Linked DNA regions of Mus musculus: regions 1, 3, 4, 5, 6 and 7 are each linked to region 2. Evidence: chromatin contacts called from public HiChIP or PLAC-seq and promoter capture Hi-C data. All regions are on one chromosome and are shown on one strand. Each heading gives the region's core, a stretch centred on a gene start, on an enhancer-like site or on the middle of the called end of the contact. The rest is flanking DNA. Distances are from core to core; before and after follow the strand shown. Region 1 overlaps Gm33800 (a long non-coding RNA gene). Region 2 holds the start of Rpl14 (ribosomal protein L14). Region 3 overlaps Trak1 (trafficking protein, kinesin binding 1). Region 4 holds the start of Gorasp1 (golgi reassembly stacking protein 1). Region 5 has its middle 20 kb from the start of Lyzl4. Region 6 overlaps Trak1 (trafficking protein, kinesin binding 1). Region 7 holds the start of Ulk4 (unc-51-like kinase 4).

Evidence for each region. Promoter capture Hi-C pulls out the DNA fragments that hold promoters and counts their contacts. HiChIP or PLAC-seq counts read pairs in DNA pulled down with a chosen protein or histone mark.
Region 1: a contact with region 2 is called in a FOXA1 HiChIP or PLAC-seq map of pancreatic cancer cells. The contact joins the enhancer-like site here to the promoter of Rpl14 in region 2. A contact is called at or near these places in 1 of 39 promoter capture datasets (neutrophils), 2 of 484 Hi-C or Micro-C datasets (the C2C12 cell line and embryonic stem cells) and 1 of 115 datasets of contacts at active chromatin or transcription factors (pancreatic cancer cells).
Region 3: a promoter capture Hi-C map of liver shows a contact between it and region 2, with 3 times the contacts expected there. The contact joins the enhancer-like site here to the promoter of Rpl14 in region 2. A contact is called at or near these places in 6 of 39 promoter capture datasets (the 3T3-L1 cell line, cranial neural crest, frontonasal cranial neural crest and 3 more), 9 of 115 datasets of contacts at active chromatin or transcription factors (cardiomyocytes, craniofacial prominence, embryonic basal ganglia and 6 more) and 1 of 9 other capture datasets (adipose tissue).
Region 4: a contact with region 2 is called in a promoter capture Hi-C map of pre-B cells, with 2.3 times the contacts expected there. The contact joins the promoter of Gorasp1 here to the promoter of Rpl14 in region 2. A contact is called at or near these places in 2 of 39 promoter capture datasets (liver and pre-B cells) and 2 of 9 other capture datasets (liver and pancreatic islet).
Region 5: a promoter capture Hi-C map of liver shows a contact between it and region 2, with 2.6 times the contacts expected there. The contact joins the enhancer-like site here to the promoter of Rpl14 in region 2. A contact is called at or near these places in 3 of 39 promoter capture datasets (frontonasal cranial neural crest, hippocampal neurons and liver) and 3 of 115 datasets of contacts at active chromatin or transcription factors (astrocytes, bone marrow-derived macrophages and large pre-B cells).
Region 6: a contact with region 2 is called in an HNF4G HiChIP or PLAC-seq map of pancreatic cancer cells. The contact joins the enhancer-like site here to the promoter of Rpl14 in region 2. A contact is called at or near these places in 11 of 39 promoter capture datasets (the 3T3-L1 cell line, the HPC-7 cell line, cranial neural crest and 7 more), 1 of 15 datasets of contacts at CTCF or cohesin (stem cell-derived epiblast-like cells), 5 of 484 Hi-C or Micro-C datasets (the AML12 cell line, cortical neurons, stem cell-derived neural stem cells and 1 more), 16 of 115 datasets of contacts at active chromatin or transcription factors (bone marrow-derived macrophages, cardiomyocytes, craniofacial prominence and 10 more) and 3 of 9 other capture datasets (embryonic stem cells, macrophages and pancreatic islet).
Region 7: a contact with region 2 is called in a promoter capture Hi-C map of second pharyngeal arch cranial neural crest. The contact joins the promoter of Ulk4 here to the promoter of Rpl14 in region 2. A contact is called at or near these places in 13 of 39 promoter capture datasets (the 3T3-L1 cell line, 3T3-L1-derived adipocytes, the HPC-7 cell line and 9 more), 1 of 15 datasets of contacts at CTCF or cohesin (the NIH/3T3 cell line), 2 of 484 Hi-C or Micro-C datasets (cortical neurons and natural killer cells), 25 of 115 datasets of contacts at active chromatin or transcription factors (the 230-238 cell line, bone marrow-derived macrophages, cardiomyocytes and 18 more) and 4 of 9 other capture datasets (adipose tissue, embryonic stem cells, liver and 1 more).

Annotation. Positions count from the first base shown.
Region 1 is chr9:120,009,884-120,013,285 of GRCm38.p6, reverse strand. Gm33800 (a long non-coding RNA gene) reads right to left here. Exons shown (of 4, transcript XR_871355.3): 3 at 2,178-2,279; 4 at 1,136-1,608. Among named protein-coding and RNA genes, the nearest start is that of Xirp1, 12 kb to the left of the region's middle. Within about 2 kb of position 1,950, at least 341 of the 459 cell types and tissues checked have an H3K27ac peak or open chromatin away from gene starts, as enhancers often do. A contact at or near this core is called in the C2C12 cell line and pancreatic cancer cells, where this site is marked.
Region 2 is chr9:120,569,541-120,572,948 of GRCm38.p6, reverse strand. It overlaps Rpl14 (ribosomal protein L14), which reads right to left and starts at 1,432. Exons shown (of 6, transcript NM_025974.2): 1 at 1,408-1,432; 2 at 752-853; 3 at 87-181. The coding sequence starts at 1,410.
Region 3 is chr9:121,414,184-121,417,491 of GRCm38.p6, reverse strand. All of the region lies in intron 2 of Trak1 (trafficking protein, kinesin binding 1), which reads right to left. Among named protein-coding and RNA genes, the nearest start is that of Gm51661, 39 kb to the left of the region's middle. Within about 2 kb of position 1,436, at least 50 of the 459 cell types and tissues checked have an H3K27ac peak or open chromatin away from gene starts, as enhancers often do. A contact at or near this core is called in epiblast stem cells and liver, where this site is marked.
Region 4 is chr9:119,935,657-119,939,095 of GRCm38.p6, reverse strand. It overlaps Gorasp1 (golgi reassembly stacking protein 1), which reads left to right and starts at 1,538. Exons shown (of 9, transcript NM_028976.2): 1 at 1,538-1,638. The coding sequence starts at 1,579. It overlaps Ttc21a (tetratricopeptide repeat domain 21A), which reads right to left and starts at 1,490. Exons shown (of 29, transcript NM_028735.3): 1 at 1,346-1,490. The coding sequence starts at 1,372.
Region 5 is chr9:121,565,236-121,568,199 of GRCm38.p6, reverse strand. No RefSeq gene overlaps it. Among named protein-coding and RNA genes, the nearest start is that of Lyzl4, 20 kb to the left of the region's middle. Within about 2 kb of position 1,604, at least 8 of the 459 cell types and tissues checked have an H3K27ac peak or open chromatin away from gene starts, as enhancers often do. A contact at or near this core is called in liver, where this site is marked.
Region 6 is chr9:121,394,436-121,397,484 of GRCm38.p6, reverse strand. All of the region lies in intron 2 of Trak1 (trafficking protein, kinesin binding 1), which reads right to left. Among named protein-coding and RNA genes, the nearest start is that of Trak1, 29 kb to the right of the region's middle. Within about 2 kb of position 1,489, at least 53 of the 459 cell types and tissues checked have an H3K27ac peak or open chromatin away from gene starts, as enhancers often do. A contact at or near this core is called in bone marrow-derived macrophages, macrophages, pancreatic cancer cells and 1 more, where this site is marked.
Region 7 is chr9:121,275,396-121,278,569 of GRCm38.p6, reverse strand. It overlaps Ulk4 (unc-51-like kinase 4), which reads left to right and starts at 1,398. Exons shown (of 37, transcript NM_177589.3): 1 at 1,398-1,510. It overlaps Gm34655 (a long non-coding RNA gene), which reads right to left and starts at 823. Exons shown (of 2, transcript XR_003948091.1): 1 at 604-823.

The DNA of each region.
Region 1 (3,402 bases), core at 701-3,200, 560 kb after region 2:
AATTCCCATGCCCAGAGTGGCCCAGCCATTTCTTGTTCACAGAGGGTAGGTACTGTGTGCCAAGCAGGGGGTGTTCTTAGGGAGGGAGCGATCAGATCCTGGCTAGAAAATGCAATGATTTTAGTGAAAACCATTCTCCCTCTCTCTCAGAAACCACTGAACCTTCTATGCCAGGTCCGTTGTAGGTCACAGGGATGACAGCAAGATCCCGTGGGGTGCTGTCTGAGGAGACTGACTTTTAACATGAGGAGGAGAGACAAGAAAGATGACATCAGAAAGAGGGTGAGTGCCTAACTTTCCACTCAGAAGGCATGAGTCATGAATCATGGCAGTGTGACCATGACAAAGAATAGCCTCAGAGAGGTGGCAGGGGCGGACCTCCTTAAGGAAGAAACATCTGACATCTGAATGTCAAGAGAACAGAACTCAGGGTGAGTGGTGTGCGCATTTCGGAGGAGGAGTCAGGAGGCTCACAGTCACTGTTAGCAACTAGTAAGTTTGAGGGCCAGCCTGGGCTGCATTAGACTGTCTCAAAAGAAAGGGTGTGAGAGCCAGGTATGCTGGTGCACCTCTTTAATTCCAGCACTAAGGAGGCAGAGGCAACAGGTCTCTGCGAGTTCAAGGGCAGCCTGGTCTACAAAGCAAATTTTAGGTTAGCCAGGGCTACATAAGGAGACACTGCCTAAAACAAAAGTGTGGAAGTGAGTATACACTCAGTGGCACCTTGTTCACCTAACATGCAAGCTCCTAGTAAGTCAATTCTCAATACCACAAAAGATAAAACACCTGTACCAGGTAACTGCATGTTCCCCCACCTTGTCTCTCTCCTACACCTTCCACAGGCTCTCACTTGACCACTGGGCCCAGCAACTTAACACACAGGAGTGTTCTCTTCAACGTCCTCATCTGTCAATGGGTGTGATGGTGGAACAACCCTGTGAACACTGTGAATTAACAAGTGTTAATAAAGCCGGGCGTGGTGGCACACGCCTTTAATCCCAGCACTTGAGAGGCAGAGGCAGGCAGATTTCTGAGTTCGAGGCCAGCCTGGTCTACAAAGTGAGTTCCAGGACAGCCAAGGCTACACAGAGAAACCCTGTCACGAAAAAAAAAAAAAAAAAAAAGTTGGCTGGCATTCATTCTTAGTACTGCAATTTAGGAGAGAGTTTTGTTTTCTAAAGTTTGAGACACGGTCTTGAAACTTAGCCTGAAGATCAAGCTAGCCCCGATTTTGTAATCTCCTGCCCCTCACCCATCTGTACTGCGGATTACAAGTGTGTACCACCCGGCCCAGTAGCTTTGTTTTCTTATTTTATTCGGTTTTGAGGATCTTGTATCAAACTGACTGGCCTCAAAATTGCTCTGTGGCTGAAGATGATCTTCAGCCCCTGATTTTGCCTCTATCTCTCAAGGTTTGGAATCCGTGGGCATGTGACCACAGCCTTCTGGAATATTTTTTAATATCTCCTTCCTCACCTGCAGGGGGCGTGTGCCCGGTGTTGTTCATCTAGTCAAACGAGCACACAAATGAACGAAACGATTGAGTCAATCTGTGGATTCACGCTACTGGCATTCAATAGCGCTTCGTGCCAGGATCTGTACAGGGTGCTAAAAATAGAGATGAACAAGGCAGAATTCATTCTTGACCTCACAGGACTGACAGAGACAAATATATAAGCAGATTAGGTCATTTTACACAGAAAACTGTGTGTGAAAAACAAGGTCAGTCCGCAAGGGCAAGCTGAGTTTGGGTGGTCTAGGATGCGTTGCTGCAGAGCAACCGGAGCAGAAGGGGCGGGTGAGCGCTGCTGCAGAGCGGCGGGTGCAGAAGGCCCCGCCCCGCCCCGCCCCGCCCCGCTCACACCTGCAGCCGCACCTGCCTTCGCACCTGCCCAGGCCCCGCCCCTCTCCACACGCGCAGAGCGCGCAGCGCTCAGACCCCGCCCCCGGTGCCGACGGGGCGTGTTCCCACGGCCGTCGTCAAGGTGACGGTGACGTCGCGGGCTGTAGAGTTCGGAACGTTCAGGCGGTGGCTGGTTGCCAGGAAACGCCCGGCAGGCGTGCTGCCAGGGCTGGCTCTGCGAGCAGACGCCGGGCGCCAGGACGCGCCGTCCCGGCCAGCCCTCGCGCGGAGCCTCCCTCCCAGATTCCAAACGGATGCCGGTTCCGGGGCTCACCCGGGAGGGCGCCTGGTCCCTCGATGCTCTGTCCTTGCCAGCGTCTGGAATTCGTCCTCTGCTTCCCGCTTTCATCTGTCTCTGCCTCCCCAGTATGATGCTCTATATCAAAGCAAGCAAAATGTTAAGGGCCTTTACTAGCCAGATAGCTCTGCTGATAAAGGCGCCTATGGTGCAAGCTTGGCAACCTGAGTCCGACCCAGAATGCAGGTAAAAGTGGAGAGCAGAGAATCTACAAAGTTATCCGGTGACCTCCACACATAGCAAGCGACATCCTCACCTACCCACACACAGCATGCACACACAATCATAAAAGATTGAAATTTTTTATCATTGGTGATGCGAATGTGTGTATTTTGACTGCCGTCTGTGCTAAGAACTGAACTCCATTTTCTGGAAAAGCAGTGCAAGCTCTCAGCCTCTGAACCATGCCTCCAGCCCCAGTAACAATACATTTCTTAAATTAGTTTTAAATGTTAGAGTAGTTCACACCTGTGACCCCAGTCTCTGGGAAGCTGAGGCGAAATATTATGCCAGTTTGAGAAGAGTCTGGCTACATAGTAGGTCCTTGTCTCAAAAAGCCAAATATACATAATTATGTATTTTTTTAAAGTTTTAAAAGGAGAAGCTAGCTCACTCATTTAATCCTTCCCTTCTTTGGGAGGCAGACAGATCTTTGTGAATTGGAGACTAGCCTGGTCTACATAGTGAGTTCCAGGCCAGCCAGGATAACATGGGATCTTGTCTCAAAAATAAAAGTCTAGAGATACGGCTTGGTGGTAAAGTATTTGCTTAGCCGCCAGGCGGTGGTGGCGCATGCCTTTAATCCCAGCACTTGGGAGGCAGAGGCAGGCGGATTTCTGAGTTCAAGGCCAGCTGGGTCTACAAGGTGAGTTCCAGGACAGCCAGGGCTATACAGAGAAACCCTGTCTCAAAACAAAACAAAAGCAAAACAAACAAAAAAGGTATTTGCTTAGCATGTTCAAGGCCCTGGGTTCAAAGTGCATGCATGCACGCACACACGCACACAGGTACACACACACCTCTCCTCCCTAATGCAATCCCCTGGCTGCCCAGGTTACTAGGTCTGGAATCTAAACTCTCTTGTAGCCTGTAAGACCAGAATGGCTTGCCTCTCCACATTCTTCTATAACCCCCCCAGGCCCCAGCTCCTCCTTACCCTCCTCCTCCAGTCATAAAACACACTGGTTGGTTCCTGCCCCAG
Region 2 (3,408 bases), core at 183-2,682:
CTTGGTTGGCTCCAAACCATCTGTATTATCCGTGTATATATAGACTGTGGCACCAAACTGAAAAGCAACTTAGAACAAGGTGTTACCTGTGTGGGAACTTGAGGATGAAGTCAGTGAGCTGCATGCATTTGAAGGGCATGGCCTGCCTCCTCACCCGAGTACAGGGTCCATCCACTAAAGCCTAGGATACAAAATCAAGGACCTCAGACAGGCATCTAAAGTTCAAGATGGCTGTAACCTCTACGTAATTTCTAGCCCTTTCTGGACGAAATGTACATTACCATTCAAATGAAGAAAATGCACGTTTGTGAACCCAGTATCCTAAAAGCCTCCACTGTGGTATTTTCAGACAAGGTCAAGCAGCCCAGGCTAGTGGCAAACTCCTGCTTCTCCTACCTTATCCTCCCAGAGCCTGAGGTAGCAGGAGCCACATCTATCTTTAGAATCCAGGGACTCTAGCAAGCACTCTACCAACAGAGCCGCACCTCCAGCTCACTGAAGTCTTCTCAGTTACCTCATTTAAACTCACCTGCATTTGCCTGCCTCGTTTACCCGGTGAATTAGTGCTGTAAGATGAGCTAACTCTACCCAGTGCTTCAAACTCCGTGGCCAGTGTTTCCTCAATGGTAAACCTGTAATCTAAAGAACTCCACCCAAGGACCACTCTAGCTACCCTGAGTAACATCTACGGTGCTGTCGATCTTACGGCCACGTTAAATAAAGATTGTAAAATACTCCGTCCCACACGTACCCTGTTCTGATCAATGACATCTACAATTGCGACCAGCTTTCCAGCATGGGGCCCGAAGGAAATGTAGGCCACCCGGCCAACCTCCACGTAACGCCTGAACACCTAAAACAGGAAAAGAAACAAGGGTTGGCTTTAAATATTCCAAGTCCGCTGCTTACCGGCAACACAGGGCTCGGGGCCGCCCTGGGAGACGAGTTTGAACTTAGTAGCCAGCATTTTTTAACTTCAAGTATCCCGTGGCCACTTTCCCAGCACACGAGCTCCCTGGATCCGCTCTTACCCATGTTTGATACTCCTTTAGTTCTCATACAATTAATTCATCGTTCAATCCACTGAACCACTCCCCGGTTCGCTTTTTCCGGAGAAAAAGAACTGAAGGGAGCTCATGAGGAGCCAGGCCGCCGGGCAGGTCCGAGGCCGCAGCAGCGCCGCCATCCCCGGACCTCAGGCCCAGCCACTCCCGCCACTGCGCACGCGTGGCCCCGGTAGTGCGGTCCACGCGAGCCGCGCTCCCTGCGGGCTGGGTTCCACGCCCCGCTGCCTCCCCACGCGCTGGCCGGGTCGCGCAGAGCCACTCCACGCCGGGGCTCCCCCGCCCGGGGCAGAAGACGGGCGTCGCGACGGCCGCACTCGGAGCTCTCGGCACACACACTCACCATGTTGGCGGCGCTCAGCGAGAAGAGAGAGGGCCCGCCCTGCCGTGCGCATGTGTCGGCAGAAGCCCCGCCCCCGACGTCCAGCGTGCCCACCGATTGGTCGACGGGGAAACGTGCGTGCTTTTACGCATGCTCACTGGGTTATGACATGGCGGTTCCGGCTCTCTATGGACTGCTTCTCCTCAGACACGTGCAGTGAGCTTGGCGTTGTAATTTCTCCTTTCTATTTTGTTTGGGTTTGGGATTTTGGGGACAAGGCCTTTTAGTGTAGGCCTTCCACACTGTATAATCCAAGCAGGCTCGCTCGCAGCAATGCTCCTGCCTCAGTCTCCCAAATGTTGGCATGACAGGGCGGTCACTCCTGAGAACTTTAGGGATAGGAAGGACTCATAGGATGAACTGTCTGTCCCCAGCCCACTTCCCTTTTCTTCTGTATACACAGGATATAATTAAGACACAGCCGAGGGTGCTGGCGCTCGCCCTTAATCCCAGCCCTCGGGAGGCAGAGGCGGAAGCAAATCTGGATTTAAGGCCGCTTCCCCTACCAAGGAGACATACTGAGACATTGTCTTAAAAGTCCAAAGACACAGGGCTGGAGAGATGACTCAGCTGTTAAGAGCACTGACTGCGCTTCCAGAGGTCCTGAGTTCAAATCCCAACAATCATATGGTGGCTCACAACCATCTGTAGTGAGATCTGACGCCCTCTTCTGGGGTGTCTGAAGACAGCTACAGTGTACTTACATATAATAAATAGGCCGGGGGGTGGGGGGAGGCGGGCGGGGGAAAGGGAATATATTTCACAGATATGCCTCTTATGGAGGCATTCCTCCAAGTGGGGCTCCCTCCTCCCAGAGGACCCTAGCTGTGTCAAGTAAACAAGAGCAAAGGAGCACACTGGGTGCCTTCCTCAGTCACTCTTCTTCCGGTCTTTATGAGACAGCCTCTCACTGAACCCAGAGTTTGCCAGTTCAGATAGGCATGCTGGTCACTGAGCCCCAGGGGCACACTTGTCTCTACCTCCCCAGGATGACCACTGCAGGCCATCGATCCTAACTCTTCCTAACTCTTCATGTGTGTGATGGGGATCCAAATTCAGGCCTTTACAACATTAAGCACTTTACATACTCTTTTATGTGTGTGGAGGAATAGTCCCCTTGGAGGCCATTAAAGCTAGAGCTATGAATGAGCTGGAAACAGAACTCAAGAAAGCATTCAACTGCTAGTCATCTCTGTGGCTCTGAACGAACCCCATTTCAGACATTTTATTTTATTTTATTTTATTTTATTTTATTTTATTTTATGTGTATGGGTGTTTGTGAGCACCAAGCGCAAACAAACTTAGTACCTGCAGAGGCCAGGAGAGGGCATCACATCCTCTGGAACAGGAGTTAACAGAAGATTATGAGCTGCCAGCCTCTCTCAATAAATTCCTCATCCTAACGAGTCTGCTTTTGCTGAAGAGTGAAGCGGTACTGAGTGAGGAATCCCAAGGAAAAGCTCTCAGTCAGGACAGATGCCGAGAGCTCAGTGAAAAGATGTTCCAGACAAGAGGGACGGAGAATCCTTGCCACCTGCAACTCATGCACTCGGCCGGCGGGTCCTGGAGAGCTCGGTCCTGGAAAGCTTCACTGCCGGGAGCTTGGGGGATGAGACAGGAACCAACCAGCAGTGGACTCGGGAGTGTGGCAGAGCAGGGAAGAGTTTTCCTGGGGCACGTGGGAACCAGGATTCAAACCCCAAACTACCAAAATGAATACACTTAAAGTCAATCACAGTGGTTCAGGGAAAGAAAAAAGTTCACCTGTTGTTCTTAAACATGCAGCTCTTATATTTCCTTGATTTTTTTTATTATTAGGTCATTTTTTTTTTTTTTTTTGGAAAGGAAGCCTTAGATGAAACCTCAAATTCACAAGTAAAAATATTGCATATAAGCCATGTGCAGTGGTGCATGGCTATAATCCCAGCACGCAGCAGGCTTGGGTAGAAAGTGCCAAGAGCT
Region 3 (3,308 bases), core at 187-2,686, 840 kb before region 2:
CTGGCACTCCTCCCCCAACACTATCCCTGTCAGTCAGTCCGCTGTGCCTTCCCTCCCACGGTCTGGTGAGACAGCAGACAAGCTCCTGGCCTCATCGGATTCTCAGTTCTCTGGCTGCCCCACTACTCTTCTCTGCAATCAAGAGCTTGCAGCGCTCTGGGAGTGAGGCAGCAACAACACCCTCAGGACGCTATCTTCAAAAGAAGAGACCTTGAGCTCTTGGGGTGGTTTTGGTACTTCTGAAAAGTTAGCCTGAGCCATAAGCAGTTGACAGCTATCACTCACTAGGCTCAAGGGTACTGCTGTAGCCATTGTTTAACTACCTGCTTCACCTCCAAAACCATTTTTCTCAAGCTTGCCAGTGAAACCCAGAAGTCTGGCTAGAGTTAACTTGTATCAATATTTGGGCATGCTGCAGGGAACCTGTTTTCCCCATCCAAGAATGCTCAGAAGCAGCCCTCCCAGTCTCAGGTGGTTACCATGTTACCCTGAGATATCTCTGAAGTACTTCAAAGTTCAAAAAAAAAAAAAAAAAAAATCCCATCTGGGTGAGACAGCACAGCCCTGTAATCTCAGGACTCAGGAGGCTGAAGCAGGATGATGAACAATCCTAGGATAGCCTGGGCTACATAGACAAGACTCTGTCTCCCAAAAAGAAAACAAAATCCACATTTGAAACCAGTTATTAAAATCTGATTCACTCTGCTTGGTAGAAAATGTGTAGCCATCAACTTACTAAAGACCATTTAGTTACCAAACAATTGTCACTCTTTAAACCAGTGCTGGGCAAACAGGGATCCAGACCTTGTGAACTGGAGGGATTTCAAAACCAAAAGCATACAGTGAGCCACAGAGGCGGGATGCAGAACCACACACACACTGCTTAACTGTCCTTATGTGATCAAAACGGGCTGAGGCAGATCCGAGCGGGCAAGAGTCAGAGTTATGGTTTCTGGGGAGGTTGCAGAAGCAAAAAAGGGATGCTGAGATGTTCTAGAAGCCCCGGGGTGCTGCACTACCTGGGCAGCAGTCCTACTTGGACATCAAGCCATTTGTACACCTGTTCCTTTAAGAACTAAGAGAATATGGCAACATCAGTGGCCAATCTTGCCTGGCTGGACACTAACAGGAAAAGCCTCAAGTAGTCTATGCAGCTCAAGGTAAAGCGTAGCATTTACCATCCTCCAAAATGTCCATGGTATCGTTCTGCTCATGGGTGGCTGCCAAGATGTCCAGGGTATCATGCTGCTCGGGGATGGCCGCCTTCTCTTCATCCTGGTAGTTGTATTCAAAACATTCCTCTTCCCCTCCCACGTCTCTCAGGGACATTGTTGAAGTCGCCCCAAATTTGAAACATTGTCCTAAGGGACTGTCCTTGGGAGAGCCTTTGGCCACCTGCCCAGAGGAGCCATCGGGGCCCAAAGCGCACATGCTGGGCTCCAGCCAGGGTCGCAGACATGCCCTGGCTTGGCAGGAGTGGACGGGTGTGCACAGGGCCACCCGCCCAGCATCACTGGGAGAAGGAAGGACAGAGTGGCTCACAGGACCTCGGAGGCGGAGCACGGCAGGCAGAGCACCTGTTGGAATAGCAGCACCCTGCCAATTGCCCTGCACACAGAGGGGAGCCAGGCAGGAATGTACGGTGCCCTGAGGTACGCTCTTGGCCTTTCTCCCCCTTGAGAAGAACAGGAATGGTAGCGTCCTGAAAGTTTCATAGCAACTGCAAAAGAAAACACCAGCCACGCCTCAAGCAGGTGCACCTGTCTGTAGGAAGGCGCTGCGGCTGGGGCTGGAGGAGTTGCCCTGATGAAGCATTGCTCAACACCTCTGAGCTGAGAGACTTCCTGTAGGTGTGCTCGTAGGAATCTGAGGAGACTGTGAGGAGCCAAGGACTACAGGGACCCAGGGGCAGGGATCCTGACTTCTCTCACAAATGAAGAAGGATGTGCAGGGACCATCACCTGACTAAACACCACCACCCAGACCTTCTCGGCACAAGAGCCATGTTATTTTCCTCATTAATCTGTGTTTTATACACGTTCCCCTTCAAGCTCTGTCTACAAATCCAGGAAGAATTCTCTCACTGCTAGAGCAAGACAAGGGAAAAACTGACCGCCTAATAGCTTACAATGGTGCCCCAAGGAAGAGCCACAGTTGATGGTGTACCTTGCTAGCCATTCCCTGCATTGCTTGAGTTTGCCTGTCACAGATAACAACACAGGTGCTCCTATCCGATTCTCTGTGAGTTGGCCCTGACCAAGCACCGCAACTGGACATCATAGCTCATTCTGTGGTCCCCAGGTTCCAGCCTTCCCCCGGCTGCATGCAAATCCACACCTGCGACTTCCATCTCTCTGGCCGCTGTCCCCTGCCACGTAGCCAGGAAGGGAAGCCCAGCAGCGAGATCTTGGGAAGAGCAGTAGGCAAGGCGGAGGACTGGGTTTTACTAAGCCTGGAGGCTGAGGGCTGAGGACTCCACACTGAGTTGCTACCTTTATAAAGACTAGTATAAAATCATGTGCCACAGCAGGATGCCACAGAAGGATAAAGATTTTACTTAAAAATTCCAACTAGAGGCAGATTATTATACTTCCGTTAAAATTTTAGAACGTCAAAATGATTGCTCCATTTTAACACATTAAGATTGTGTTTGGAAAAGACAATGTTGCAGAAAATCACAGGCAGATTTCAAGATTAGAATTTCAAATTTTTCTGAAAAATTATGTATCCACAGGGTTTAAACACAATGCTTCCAAGATTCAGGCATGGTACCACATGCCTGGATTCCCAGCACCAAGGAGTTCAACGCCAGCCTGGGTTACACAGCAAGGTGGTATCTCAAACACACACATTCAGTTAAAAACATAGTTTAATCTTAATAAACATTATCAAATCATGCTTACTGATTAACTTTAAGAGATAGTGAGCCAGGGTATCAGGGCTTTTCCAGATGAGAAAACTGGTTGGTTACTCCAAAAGTGTAGGAGGGACGTGCTGGGCGGGGGACCTCCCCACGCAGAATGTGACTCATCGCCACGTAGCTGGACTGACTGCTGGACGTGTAGGATGCGGTACGCGGAAGATAAAGGACAACAAAGGCTCATTTCACTCGTTCAGAAAAACTCGAGCAATTTCACCCATCAGTGAGTTATTCACGTTTCATCTTTTGGTTTAAATTGAGGGTGTTTTTAGCAATGCTGTCCAAGTCACATGTCTAACTACATGTCTACACACACACACACACACACACAGAGAGAGCTTAGGGTATCACCATTTAAAAATCTTCCCCCCAAGCCAGGTGTGGCTCA
Region 4 (3,439 bases), core at 289-2,788, 630 kb after region 2:
AGACCCACTCCTGTTGAGGTGACCCATTCCTTCTCACGTCTACAAACAGGAAGGGAGAGGCAGCATTCAGGCCTGGCCTTCTCCTTCTGCAGCCCTGGGAAGGAAGGCGCTCCAGGGAGTTTGGCTACGGCAGAGGTTTTAGGTGACTGGGGGATGGTCAATACACCATGTAAGCTTCAAGTCAGGCTCATCCTAGGCTGGGAAGGAAGGGGACTGAGGAGTGGTCATTTTCAGGGTCTCCATGTCCTCCGCTATACACATCTTGGTATCTTTCACAGCTAAAGAAGCTGAAGCCCAGGGAGACACAGCCCATGGAGATCACACAGTAATTGGGGCTGAGATTTCAAAGCAAAAGCTCACTTCCTCTAAGGTTTGTGGGTGTTGAGTTGGGGATAGATGTGGTTAGGTCGTAAAAGCCTCATGGGCCATTTGAAAGAGCCTAGACGTCAGACAGGGTCATCAACAGGAACCAGCTCGAATGGCTTTAAGTAGGGGAGTGAAGTTTTCAGATTTTTAAAACTTTTGGCAGAGCCTGGTGTTCATGTATCCCAGACTGGCCTCAAACTCAACTATGGTGAGTTTCTGACCCTCCCTCCCCACCTCTCCGGTGCTAGGATTAAAGGCACCTACCACCACACCTGTTTTATGGCTATCAGGGCTTGGTGCATATTCTAGGAACTGAGCCAGATCCCCAGTTACCTCAAATGATATTCTAAAGAAATGACTCTGGCTGTTGCGTGCAGTGATGTGTGGGTGGCTGCAGGTGGCACATGGGTAATGCCAGGCAGTAGTGCTGGTGCAAAGAGCCCAAGTAGAGAAACCAGGCCAGAGGTGTCTAAGGGAGAGATACATGGTGGCTCTGGAGACTTTGGAAGCTGACACTTCTCGTTAGATTAGGAACAGGGTTGGAGGTGGGCATAGACCTCATAGCAGTGGAACACAGATGGCTTAGGTGGGAGGCAGATGCGATAATGGACAGGCACGGATTGGTTTGGGGGATAGGATCAGGTCTGGGTGCTAATTTGAGGCTAGGGGTGCAGAGGACACTGAGGGGAAATGCTTTGGTTAGGGAGCTGAGGAAGATGGAAGGACTTCTAGAAGCTGCCAGAGTAGTGAACAGAGGGGTAGAGGTGGTTGGGGGGTGGAAGTAGCCTAAGAGTAGAGATGGCCAGAGGGCAGGCAGCAGGGTGGATGGTGTGGCAGAGGGTGGCCCAAGGGCAGATGGCCAGAGAAAGCAGAAAGGTAACCCCAGAGCAGAAATGGTCAGAGAGCAGAGAGCTAGCCCAGGGCAGCAGTCCTGACTGCAGAAGTAGTCCCGAGCGCAGGCGGCCCAGAGTTCACGCACCATGAGAGAGGAGTCATCGCTGCTCATGGCTGCAGCCCGGCTCAGGTGATGACCGGCTGAGCGGGATTCCCAGCTCTGGCCGCCCAATTCGCAGCCCAGCTCACGGCCGGAAGTCTAAGGCGCGCGCGTCCTTGGCAACCTGGCTGCTGGCCTGTTGCTAAGAACTGTGACATCCGGGAGGGCGTGGCCTGGCCCCACGTGACTAGGCCACGCAGCAGCGGGAGAGGGCGGCCATGGGGCTAGGGGCAAGCAGCGAGCAGCCGGCGGGCGGCGAGGGCTTCCATCTGCACGGGGTGAGCCGGGGTGGTGGAAGATCACCAGGGAGGGTTGCACAGCCCCGAGGCCTGCAGTGACCTCCCTGCATGCCTTGCGAGGCCCAGCGCGTCCAAGATCCGAGGCCCCTTCTCTAAGGAGCATTGCAAGGGGCTGGGAGAGCTCGTGGGCTTTGGGAAAGCTGCTGAAGAGGGGGTGAAGTGGCCAGAATGACTGGAGCCAGGGTGGGCATTGGGACCCCAGAGTGAAACATCCCGAGACCTAGATGGGGCCCTACGTGTCACTTGCAGGGAGGTACGAGCGAACAGGCTGCTGGGAAGTATAGTCTGGTTGATAAAGAACGCCGTATGGAGTTGGGGATAGAAAGATCTTTGAACTCAGCTCCCCTGTTTTGCCCCTTTGAAAAGCAGGTAGATGCAGAGCTGTGTGGAGGCGGGCAGGTTTGTCAGGTTGTCTGGCTGTTGGGTCAGCCTGCCTGCCTTCATTCCTTCAGACAGGATCTTGGTACTTAGTTCAAGCTGTTGTTAAACTCTCAGCTGCTCTTTCTCGGTTCCTCTTAAATCTTATCTATCTATCTATCTATCTATCTATCTATCTATCTATCTATCTATCTATTTATTTTGTGGGTGTCTCATTATGTATCCCCGACTGGCCTGGAACTTGCTATGTAGGCTAGACTGGGCTGGAACCTACAGAAATCCATCTGCGTGCGCCTGCCTCCTGAGCCATTATGCCTCTCTGGTCTATGTCAAAGGAAGTCTGGAGTCAGGGCTAGGGAAGCGGTTTCTAGCTGGAGAGCCACATTGGCTTTACAGATCAAAGTGACAAGATTTGTGCTTGGGGGTTGGCAGACATTGGGATGCATCCAACCGGGGGTGTTTTAAAACAGGTTCACGGGAAGTCAGGAGTTTGGGATCTTTGCACAAGGGCTGAGGGAAGTGAGGTGGTGGGGGTGGTGGACGGAGTGAAGGCAAGGGGGGCTGGTTAAAGGGGGACAGGTTGATCAGGTCAGAGGATGAGGACCCGTTACAGAGATGTGTTTTTGGTGTGTGTGTTGTTTTTGTTTGTGCACACGAGTGTGCAAACCAGAGGTTTTAGATCCCTTTAAGTTGGAGTTATAGGCATTTGGGAGCTGTCACACTTGCATGCTGGGGACTCAACCCAGGTCGTCTGATAGAATAATAGGCTCTTTTAACTGCTGACCTATTTCTCCAGTCCCTTTGTTTGTTTGCTTGTTTTTTCTTTGAGACAGGGTTTCTCTATGTAGCCCTGGCTGTCCTGGAACTCACTCTGTAGATCAGACTGGCCTTGAACTCAGAAATCTGCCTGCCTCTGCCTCCCAAGTGCTGGGATTAAAGGTGTGTGCCACCACTGCCCGGCTGTTTTTGATGTAGGATGGCCTTGAGCTCTTGATACTTCCCGAATCCCAGGATTACAATGTGCACGAGTATACCTAGCTATAGACATGTTTTTGAATATATATTCTATGCCAGGCAGAGCTTCAGGCACTAGAGATAACATGGTAGACAAAGTACTCATATTTGGAAATCAAACAGGGGAGAAGGAAGGCCATAAAGAGCTATGTGGAATAGGATGTGGTGGCTCATCCCTGGAATACCAGCATTAGACGCAAAGGCAGGAGGACTCCCAAGTTTGAGGCCAGTTTAAGTTATACATCAAGGCTCTTATCTCAAAAACATACACAGTGAGCTGAAGAGATGGCTCAGCAGTCACGGACACTTGACTTCTAGGAAGCCCAGGGTGACTTGGTATTATGTGCGTGTGCGTGCATGCATGCACAAACTGAAGGTCATGACATTG
Region 5 (2,964 bases), core at 355-2,854, 1.0 Mb before region 2:
TCTTCCACACTGAGTGCAGCTTGAGCATAAGGGACCTCAAAGCCTGTCCCCACAGTGACATACCTCCTCCAACAAGGCCACAGCTCCTAACAGTGCCACTCCCCTTGGGCCAAGCATTCAAATTCATGAGTCTACCGGGGCCATTCCTATTCAAACCCCTCAATAGTAACAACAATGATATTGATGTTGATATGAGTATAACATGTGATCTTGAGCCAACTGCAAGCCTGATAAATGACGGTCTGCGGACAGCCATCTCCACCTGAACCAAGACAACTCATCTGTAACAGCACAGGCACAGGCAAGGGCACACACACGATCCCCACACTGCTCGGATAACATATATTAACAGCAGATTATGGAATCTCTTTCTAAAACTGTTGAACAGGGGAAGAGAGACATCAGGATCTGACACAGCTGGAGAAGCCAGCCATGAATACTAGCTACCGCTCTCAATTAGAATCTGGGGGCCTCAGCACTGGGCATCATTCAATGCTTTATGATTCTGAGGGAGATGAGACATGTATATGACTCAGATGGAGCTGGGTCTGAATGCTTTCGTCTCTCTTGTTGTTTTTATTTAGATCTATATTGGTATTTCTTTTCCCCTGTAGACCCTAACGGTCACAGTCTGCTTTGCTGCATTTGGACAGTCTAAAGTGCTTGTTAGAAAGCAACATGGTAGTCTCACGGGCACTTTCTCTCTTCACAGAAAGACCCAATTTCAGCTTTATGTGCTTTGGTTGAGGATGCTCAAGTCCATGTGGGCTCCAGGGTAAAGCAAGAACTGGGCTGAGCCTCTGAGTCTCCGCAGAGGTCAAAGGTCCTGGGCGGAGCAGACTCCTGCAGAACGTTCCCCCACGCTCTCCACACAGTAGCAAGGACCCTGCAAAGGAGTCAGAGATCCAGAGCCATCCTTTTAAATGCTTTCAATTTTAGGTAACTTTGGGCAGTGTCGGATTCCCTTCTAGAACATTCCAATTTGTCTCAGCAGTAAATTCTTGCCCCTTCCAGATGTGCTGCCATTTTAGTGTTGAATTTTGTTTTCTTCTGGAGTCATTGGCTTTGAGCGCTTAACGGCGCCAGCAAGGAAAATGGCCTGGTTCATCCCTTCATTATTTCTAAGTGAAATTCTGAAATAATATGCTGGTTTTAGTTAATCCCTTTGAAGGGAAAGTTTTCTTTACATGGATTAATATTAGATTGAAATCTGGCAGAGACGGATTTGGGGATGTACTCAGGATGGACGTGTATAAAATGAATGGGGTCAACGGACACTGTGTGAATCAGAAGAGTGAGCCACCTTCTGAGCCTTCCTCCCAAGCTAGCTCCCTGCGTCCCCTATCTGGATGACTCCAGATAGGGGACGCAGGGTCATACAATCAGCTGTAGAAGACATCAACAATGCCAGACAGCCCTGTGGCAAACCTCACTGTTCCCAAAAGAACCCACCAATGGCCTTGAGTTCCCCAGTGGCTTTTCAGTGTCCCTTTCAATGTTGTTACACAACGGCAGGCATTTGTTTTTATCTCTCAAGTCTGTAGGTCACTGGATCCGACCTGTGTTTAGCTGGAAATTGGGTTTGACTCTGCTCCAAGGAGCAAAGTTCATTCCACGGCAGAGGCAAGAAGGCCAGCCAATCACATACACACGTATTCAAGCCACTGTTCATGCTGCACCCACTGACAGCCCACTGCCCGGAGTCAACAACATGGCCAGATACAAAGCTGAGGAGAAGAAGCAGTTTACATGACAGAAGGACCAAGACAAGTAACATGGCCTATCCAGGGGTTGCACCCGATCGGTCCCACTCAAGCAACAAATGCTATTTCTCACAGTTCTGGAGATGGACACCAGGACACTGGTGTCTGTGGAAGCTTCCTGGCTTTCTGTGTCTTTATATGGCAGAGTGTGTGTGCTCACCTACCACAGTACACCCAAGAGAGAGACAGGGACAAGTGAGGGGAGAGAGAGGAGGGGAGAATTCATGTAGCAGAGTGTGTGTGCTCGCCCACCTGAGAGAGACAGGGACAAGAGAAAGGGGAGAGAGAATTCACATGGCAGGGGTTGTGTGCTCATTCTTTGAATGGGATTTTTTTTCTTGATTTCTTTTCAGATAATTCACCTCATTTAAAAGGAAAGAGTTTATCTTTTCAGCTCCACTGGGATATCAGCCATGGGCTTGTTACCTGGAGCCTTTATGGGGTGAAGGACATTTCAGAGATTTTCTTTAAATTATTTTTATTTTATTTTACATGTTAGGGTGTTTTGGTTGCATGCATGTAGTGCTTGAGGAAGCCAGAAGAGGGCGTCAGATCTCCTGGAACTAGAGTTACAGACTATTGTGAGATGCCATATGGGTGCTGGGAGTCAAGCCTAAGTGTTCGGGAGCGGACAGTGATCTTAATCTCGGAGCCATTAATTTATGCGGGACTTTGCTGAATACCTTTAGTCTCTGCTAGATTCCCCTGTGGTCTTGGCCCTTTGGTTAACACTAATTTTACCTCTTAAACTCTTGGTCGTGGGATGAGAAACACTTGATCAGGGAAAAGGTCTGTTTACTGTACAGTGCTGCTGGGTTTGCCTTGCTGGGATTTAGTTGTTGATTTTTGCATCTGGGTCAATCAGGGTTATCATCCTACAATTTTGTTTTATGTTTTTATAGCATCCTTCCCTGGCTTTGATATCAAAGCCATTTCCCTGATAACAGATATTTTCAGATTCTTTTGCAGGGGAATTTTAAGACTTTGGAAAATGTATTTGATCAGACCCAGCAACACAAGCACTGAGTTCTGGGCCTTTCCCTTCTCTCTCTCTCTCTCTCTCTCTCTCTCTCTCTCTCTCTCTCTCTCTCTCTCTCCTTGCTTTTTGTCAGTCCATTCAGACTTTCCATTTCTTTGATCTGTCTTGGCTGAGAACACACTTCTAGGGATTTATCCATTTTTTTTTCTTGGCTTTCTAATT
Region 6 (3,049 bases), core at 240-2,739, 820 kb before region 2:
GCAGAGCCAGTGTGGGAGGAGAGATAGATGGTGGATGAGGAGGAGCATGCAGAGAAAGAAGAGGGGAGAGGACGAGGAGGCAAAGGGGGAGGAAGAAGAAGGGAAAGGAGGAGGAGACGGGGGGGGGGGGGGGAGAAGAGGAGGAGACAAAGGGGGAGGAAGAAGAGGTGGGAAGACAAGAAAAGGAGAGAGGGACCAATGCTGCAGACAGTTTAACTGCACAATTGACTAAGCTCTCAACGGGAATACCTTGAATAAGGCTCCTCATACTTAACCAGCATCCTGGTACCCTCCCCAGTAAGAGCTCTCTCGATACCGAGGCTCCTCAGTATGTGAGATCAGCTGTGTGTGTGTGTGGGGGGGGGGGGGGTGCAGGGCTGGAATGGAAGGGCACAGCAGACCGTGTGTTCCCACAACCAGCCAACACAGGGCCAGAGGCTGCCTGTACCTCTGTCAGGAGAGTTGAAGCTGACAGGACCTGATCCAAGGTACTCCCTACTGAAAGAGCATGGCAGTCCGGTCAAGGTGTCGGGGTGGGAACCCTCACAGAGGAAAGAATGATGTCCCAGAGGAGAGGTCACTGTCCTTACTACCCTCAGCACGAGCCTGCACATGCCACAGTCCTGGGTTAGGATGGGAAGAAGATCTAAACAATAGAGATGTGTCCACCTTCTTAGTAAATCTCAGGCAAGAACTCTGGTGCTGAAAGGAACGCCATGCCTGCCTGATCCTGCACATACTGGCTGGCTGGATTACTGCACACCGAAAGCAAAGGCTGGGGTGACATTCCAAAACCTGTTTGCTTCAGGGCCTGCTCTTTCCCAGATGACCTCTGAGGTGTGGTGGTCAGCAGATCTGGGTGTGACACAAAGAATTACTTCTTGGATCAATTGGTGTCAACCATAAAAGGCCGGGGAAGAAGGACCAACAGGAGCATGGTCACCCAAGAACAAACATGGTGACCTTGCTGCTTGGTGTGCGCTGAGTGTCACATGACTGGTCTACTGCACACAGGTCACCGTCAGACCACATGAGGCAGCTGGATGTCACAGAGCAGGAAGCGGTTTCAGGTAGTGCAGCACATACTCTGTGAGCCATGGAAATGAATTCTCTGAATGAATGAAGTGACTCTGGAAAGGTTGATGTAGAAGGAGGTCTGACTCAAAAAAAGCAGATGGGGAAGTGTTCCCTCTCATCAGCCAGGCAACTGAGGGCCAGGTTCAGGGGCAGAGCCTGGCTGTCCACCCAGGAGGGGGACTGGGGGGGAGTGTCAGTGGGGTCTTACCCCCAAACACGGTGGCCAGGATGTACCTACCCTGGTTTTACCCCTTCTGGTTTCTCACCTTAGGGAGCCCTGTATCCCCAACTCCACCAGCCACAGTGGGCACCGCCCTACACAATGCCCACAGTGGACCTAGAAGGGAAGCAGTGGACAATGTCTTCTCAGCCACCCACAGTGGCCTGGCACTGGTGATTCACTCTACTGAGTCATGTGTCTCCCGGGTTACAGATATGTAAACACATAGACAAAACCCAACCAGGGCAGGGATGAAGCACAGTGGAAACCTGCCTGCTGTGCAGACATGAAGATCTGGAGATCTATCCCTGGCATACACTAAAGAAGCCAGGTATGCTGGTGTGCCCCTCCGATCCCAACTCCGGTTCCTGGGGGCTCCTGACCAGCCAGTCAAGCTGAGTCATTGATCTCCAAGTCCACTGAGAGAGCCTGTCTTAAAATGTAAGGTGAGCCAGCATGGTGGAGAACACCTTTAATGCTAGCACTTTAGAGGCCAGTGAAGCTCTGCTTTCGAGGCCAGTCAGGGATAGATAGTGAGACCCTAGCTCAGAAACAACAACAAAACACCAACAAACATACATTGGTGATGTATAGAAGACAATGCCATCCTCTGGTCTCTACATATATATATATATATATATATATATATATATATATATACATATACATATATGAACACAGATATATAACACACACACAAGATACATAAATAAGTAGTAGGGCCAGGCACAGTGGTGCACACCTTCAATCCCCAGACTCAGAAGGCAGAGGCAGATGGATCTCTTTGAGTTCTAGGCCAGCCAGTGTTACATAGTGAAACCCTGTCTTGAGACATAAACAAATAAACAAGCAAACAAAAAATCCAGGACACCAGGCACAGAGCAGGCCCCTAGGTTGCTCTCTACACATCACCTGCACTTCTATCCCTCAAACAGCAATGCTGTGTTTTGCAGTTCAGAAAGCCCAAGGAAAACCAAATCTGCTGATGTAAGAGCTGCTTAACGAAGATCTTTCCAAAAAAAAAAGGTTCACAGTGCTGTAGCAACGCCCAGCATCTGCTCCCAGTGATGGGCAGAGGCAGGTTTTACAGTGTGTAGCCACTGCTGTGGGTGTGCAGCACCCAGGCATCTCTGCTCTCCACTGGTAACAAAGTTGCATGCCCTGCAGCTGACATCCAGCCTAGTCTTCCAGTCTGATCACAGAAGACAATGTTACATCTCTGTTGGAAGTTAAGGGAAATAACTAAATTCATAAAACTCTTAAATTCTCTTTACTGACCATTTGGGTGGGGTGTGTCACAGAACTTCACTTTAAATCTTTAATTTCAATTAGCAGATAGTTAAGTTCTTTTTCTTTTTAAAAGATTCTATGTATTTGTATGTATGAGGTGGATGCACATGTGAGTGCAGTGCTCCCAGAGTCCAGAAGAGGACATCACTCCTGTGGAGCACCTGTGAGCCTCCTGATGTGGCTGCTGAGGCCTGAACTCAGGTCCTCTGCAAGAGAAGTCAGTGTTGTAACTGCTGAGCCATCTCTCCAGCTCCAATTAACAGACATTAATAAAGAGCCACCCAGCTCTAAGCACAGAATCCACAGAAGGAAATAATACACAAGAAGACTTGGATGCACCCAACCTTAAGCTCATTCCAGCTCCTCCACTTGTAATTTACTCTGTGGTACCCACCTGTGATTCTAACAGGGCTTCCTTTGCATTTTCCTACATGTATAACTGAAAACAAATGATGAATCTCT
Region 7 (3,174 bases), core at 149-2,648, 710 kb before region 2:
GGGAAGCCATCTTCCACACTGGGTGAAGACTTTTCCAGTGCTTTGGGTTTGCAGTGCTTCTGTCTGTAAGCCCTCATCCGGGCTCTGTATGTAAGCCTAACAAATTCATTGGTTCCCTCGCATGAGCTGTGGTGGAATTATACCTTGGTTTATCCTTAGAAACTTGGGGTCCGCCGGGCAGTGGTGGCGCACGCCTTTAATCCCAGCACTTGGGAGGCAGAGGCAGGCGGATTTCTGAGTTCGAGGCCAGGCTGGTCTACAAAGTGAGTTCCAGGACAGCCATGGCTACACAGAGAAACGCTGTCTCGAAAAAACAAAACAAAACAAGAAACGTAGGGTCCTATCTCCCCACCGCCACACCCCACCTAGAAAAGGAACTTTAGCCCCATCTCTAGCCCGATTCTGGTCAACTGAGTTGGGCTTTCTTCCTTCCATAGATACTGTCAGCCTGCTCTCACATCAGAATGGAAGTTGGAGGACTCCAGTTGGAGGCCAACCTGGGCTACAGCGTGAAACCCTGTTTAAGAAGGAAACACAGCAAAACAGCTAAAGCTGTGACGCTCTGGGACCAGGCAGACGTGAAAGACTTTAAGTCCCACCCACCAAGATGTGCGGCGCAGGCAGCTTGAAGGCTGGGACCACGCGATTATGCTGCCTTCCCGGTGGGATCTGATCACCACTGCACGCTCTGACTAGAGAGGCCGATCCGTCCTAACCTCGGTCCGCTGAGCCTGCAGTGACCAACGGGCTCCAGACCGAGAAGTTTCCTGAGGAGGCTCAGAGGCATCGGCGCGCAGATGGGGAGGGGACTGGCTCTAGCCACGCCAATCTCCGGCCACTTCCGGTCCATGCCTCCTAATCTCAGCCAATCAGCGCCCTGCATCGCCGGCGTCCTATTGCTGTCATGGAGACGAGGGGGCGTGTAAACGCCAAGCAGGGCCTGCAGTGGGGCTGTGTGAGTCTCGCCATCTCTCCCACCTCTTTCTAGAAAGGATGCACTGGCTTTAGAGTGCCCAAGGCCACTTAGGTGTACTCAAAGATTCTCATTTCCGGCCCCAGCCCACAGCGCCGGAAGCGCTCAACCAGGCAGCATCCGGGTCTTTTCCGGCCGTCCTTGTGTTGCCATGGAGATGGGATGGCGGCTTTCAAATACCGAGGGATGCTCGCCGGGCAAACCTGAGAACTGCCCACGATTCCGGTCTCTTTCCAGTTTCCAGTGTCCCCTTAGGCCAGCGAGATCATGTTCGAAGTGGCGTGGGGTCCTTAGTGTCGCTGGATGGGCGCGCAAACTCGCTCACTTCCGGGTTCTTCTGGGTAGCGATCAGCCAATCAAAGTCCCGCTCTTTTTCCCCCCCGCGTCTCGCAGGTTGTCATGGTGACGCAGAGGGCTCACCCACGCGTCCAGGGGAGTTGGCCAGGTCTTCGGGTGCCTCGGTTTCCTCTGTCCAAGCTGTGGCCTCGCCGTGGCAAGGCAGAGCGCGTGCAACTCGGGTCCCCCACCATCGTGCAGGTGGGTGGGCAGCTGCGGCTCCATTCCTGGTTACATCTCTGACCCGCTTCATCCTCCTCAGAGGCGCGACCACTTCCCCCAGGACAGCAACTTATCTAAAGTCTTATTTAAAAAAAAAAAAAAAAAAGTTTATTTACGTGCGTGTGCACATGTTGAGTGTTTGCGGAAGCCAGAAGATGGTGTTGGATTTCCTCGAGCTGGAGTTACAGGTAGTTGTGAGCCACCCGGAGTGGGTGCTGGGAACAGAACTCAGATCCTCTGCAAGAGCAGTATGTATTCTTAATGGCTGAGCCATCTCTCTGTCCACTGATAGTTTTGACAAGGTTTCTTGCACATGTGAGAGAGTGTGCGCGCATGCATGTGAGTGTACTGGTGGATGCTCCTGTGTGTGCAGGCAGAGAAGGGTGTTGAGTGTCTTCCTCTGGCCTGTCTGCCTTTTGCCTAGAGACAAGGTCTTTTTCCCCTGCCCGAGGCTGGTTGTTGAGACTAGACTAGCCTGCCAGTGAGCTCCTGGGGTTCTCCCGTGTAGGCCCTTCAAAGCTGGGATTACTGGGTTTCTATGTGTGTGTTGAGTATTTGAACTCAAGTCCTCAGGCTTGCAGAGTAAACACTTAACCAGGTGAACCGTCTTCTCAGCCCCATGTTCTTTTGTAACAATGACATCTTAAGCTATCATACAGTTTCAGGGCTTCACTACGACATTTTCCTATATGTCTGTCTTTGTGTTTTCCTTATGTCTGCCCCTCACTATCTTCCTCTGCTCTTCTTACCCCCTCCTGCTTGTCCTCTTTCTCATCCTCTCATAGTTGTCTTGTGGCTTCACAGGACCTACTTTTATGTCTTGATTTTGCATGAGAGGAAACATGGTGTTGTGTCGTTACTGCCTCCCGTGACCCTTTGTTCCTGCCTCTCCTCCCTTTAGGCTCATTTTTCTTCCCTGTAGTCCTCTGTTTACTCCCGTTCCTCATATATGATATATGTTTAAATCTAGGTTATATACTATTTTGTATATTCCCACTCAATTTTGCCAGAGAGAGATAATGTAGTGTTTGTCTGCCTGGCTCTGGCTTACCTCATAGCATCACCGCAATGACTTTGACTCAATTCATCTTCCTGAAAATGATGTAATTCCACTCTTCCTGACAGCTGAGTGGCGCTCTGAGAGATGCCAAGTATCCCTGTGTATGCTGCCTGAGCTGCCTTTGGATGTTCATGTGCATGTATGTGCATGTGTGTGTGTGTGTGTGTGTGTGTGTGTGTGTGTCTGTGAACACAGGAGTAGCATGACTGGACATGTAGGCGATTCTATTTGACTTTTGAGAATGCTCCATGTTGATGTCCTATGGTTTACTGTAAAACACAAGAGCCTGGCCTTTGTCTGCCTATCTGTGACTCTTTGCCCACTTCTAGGTGCAGTTTATAAACCAGAACTTCCTCCTTTCTCCTCCCTCCCTCCCTCCCTCCCTCCTTCCCTCCCTCCCTCCCTCCCTCCCTCCCTTCTCCTTCTTTTCTTTTGTCCTCCTACTCCTCCTTCTGTTTGTTTGTTTGTTTGTTTGTTGAGCCAAGATTTCTCAGTTTAGCCCTGGATGTTCCAAAACTCACTCCATAGATCAGGTTGGCTTCGAATGCAGAGATTTGTCTGCCTCTGCCTCCTGAGTGCTGGG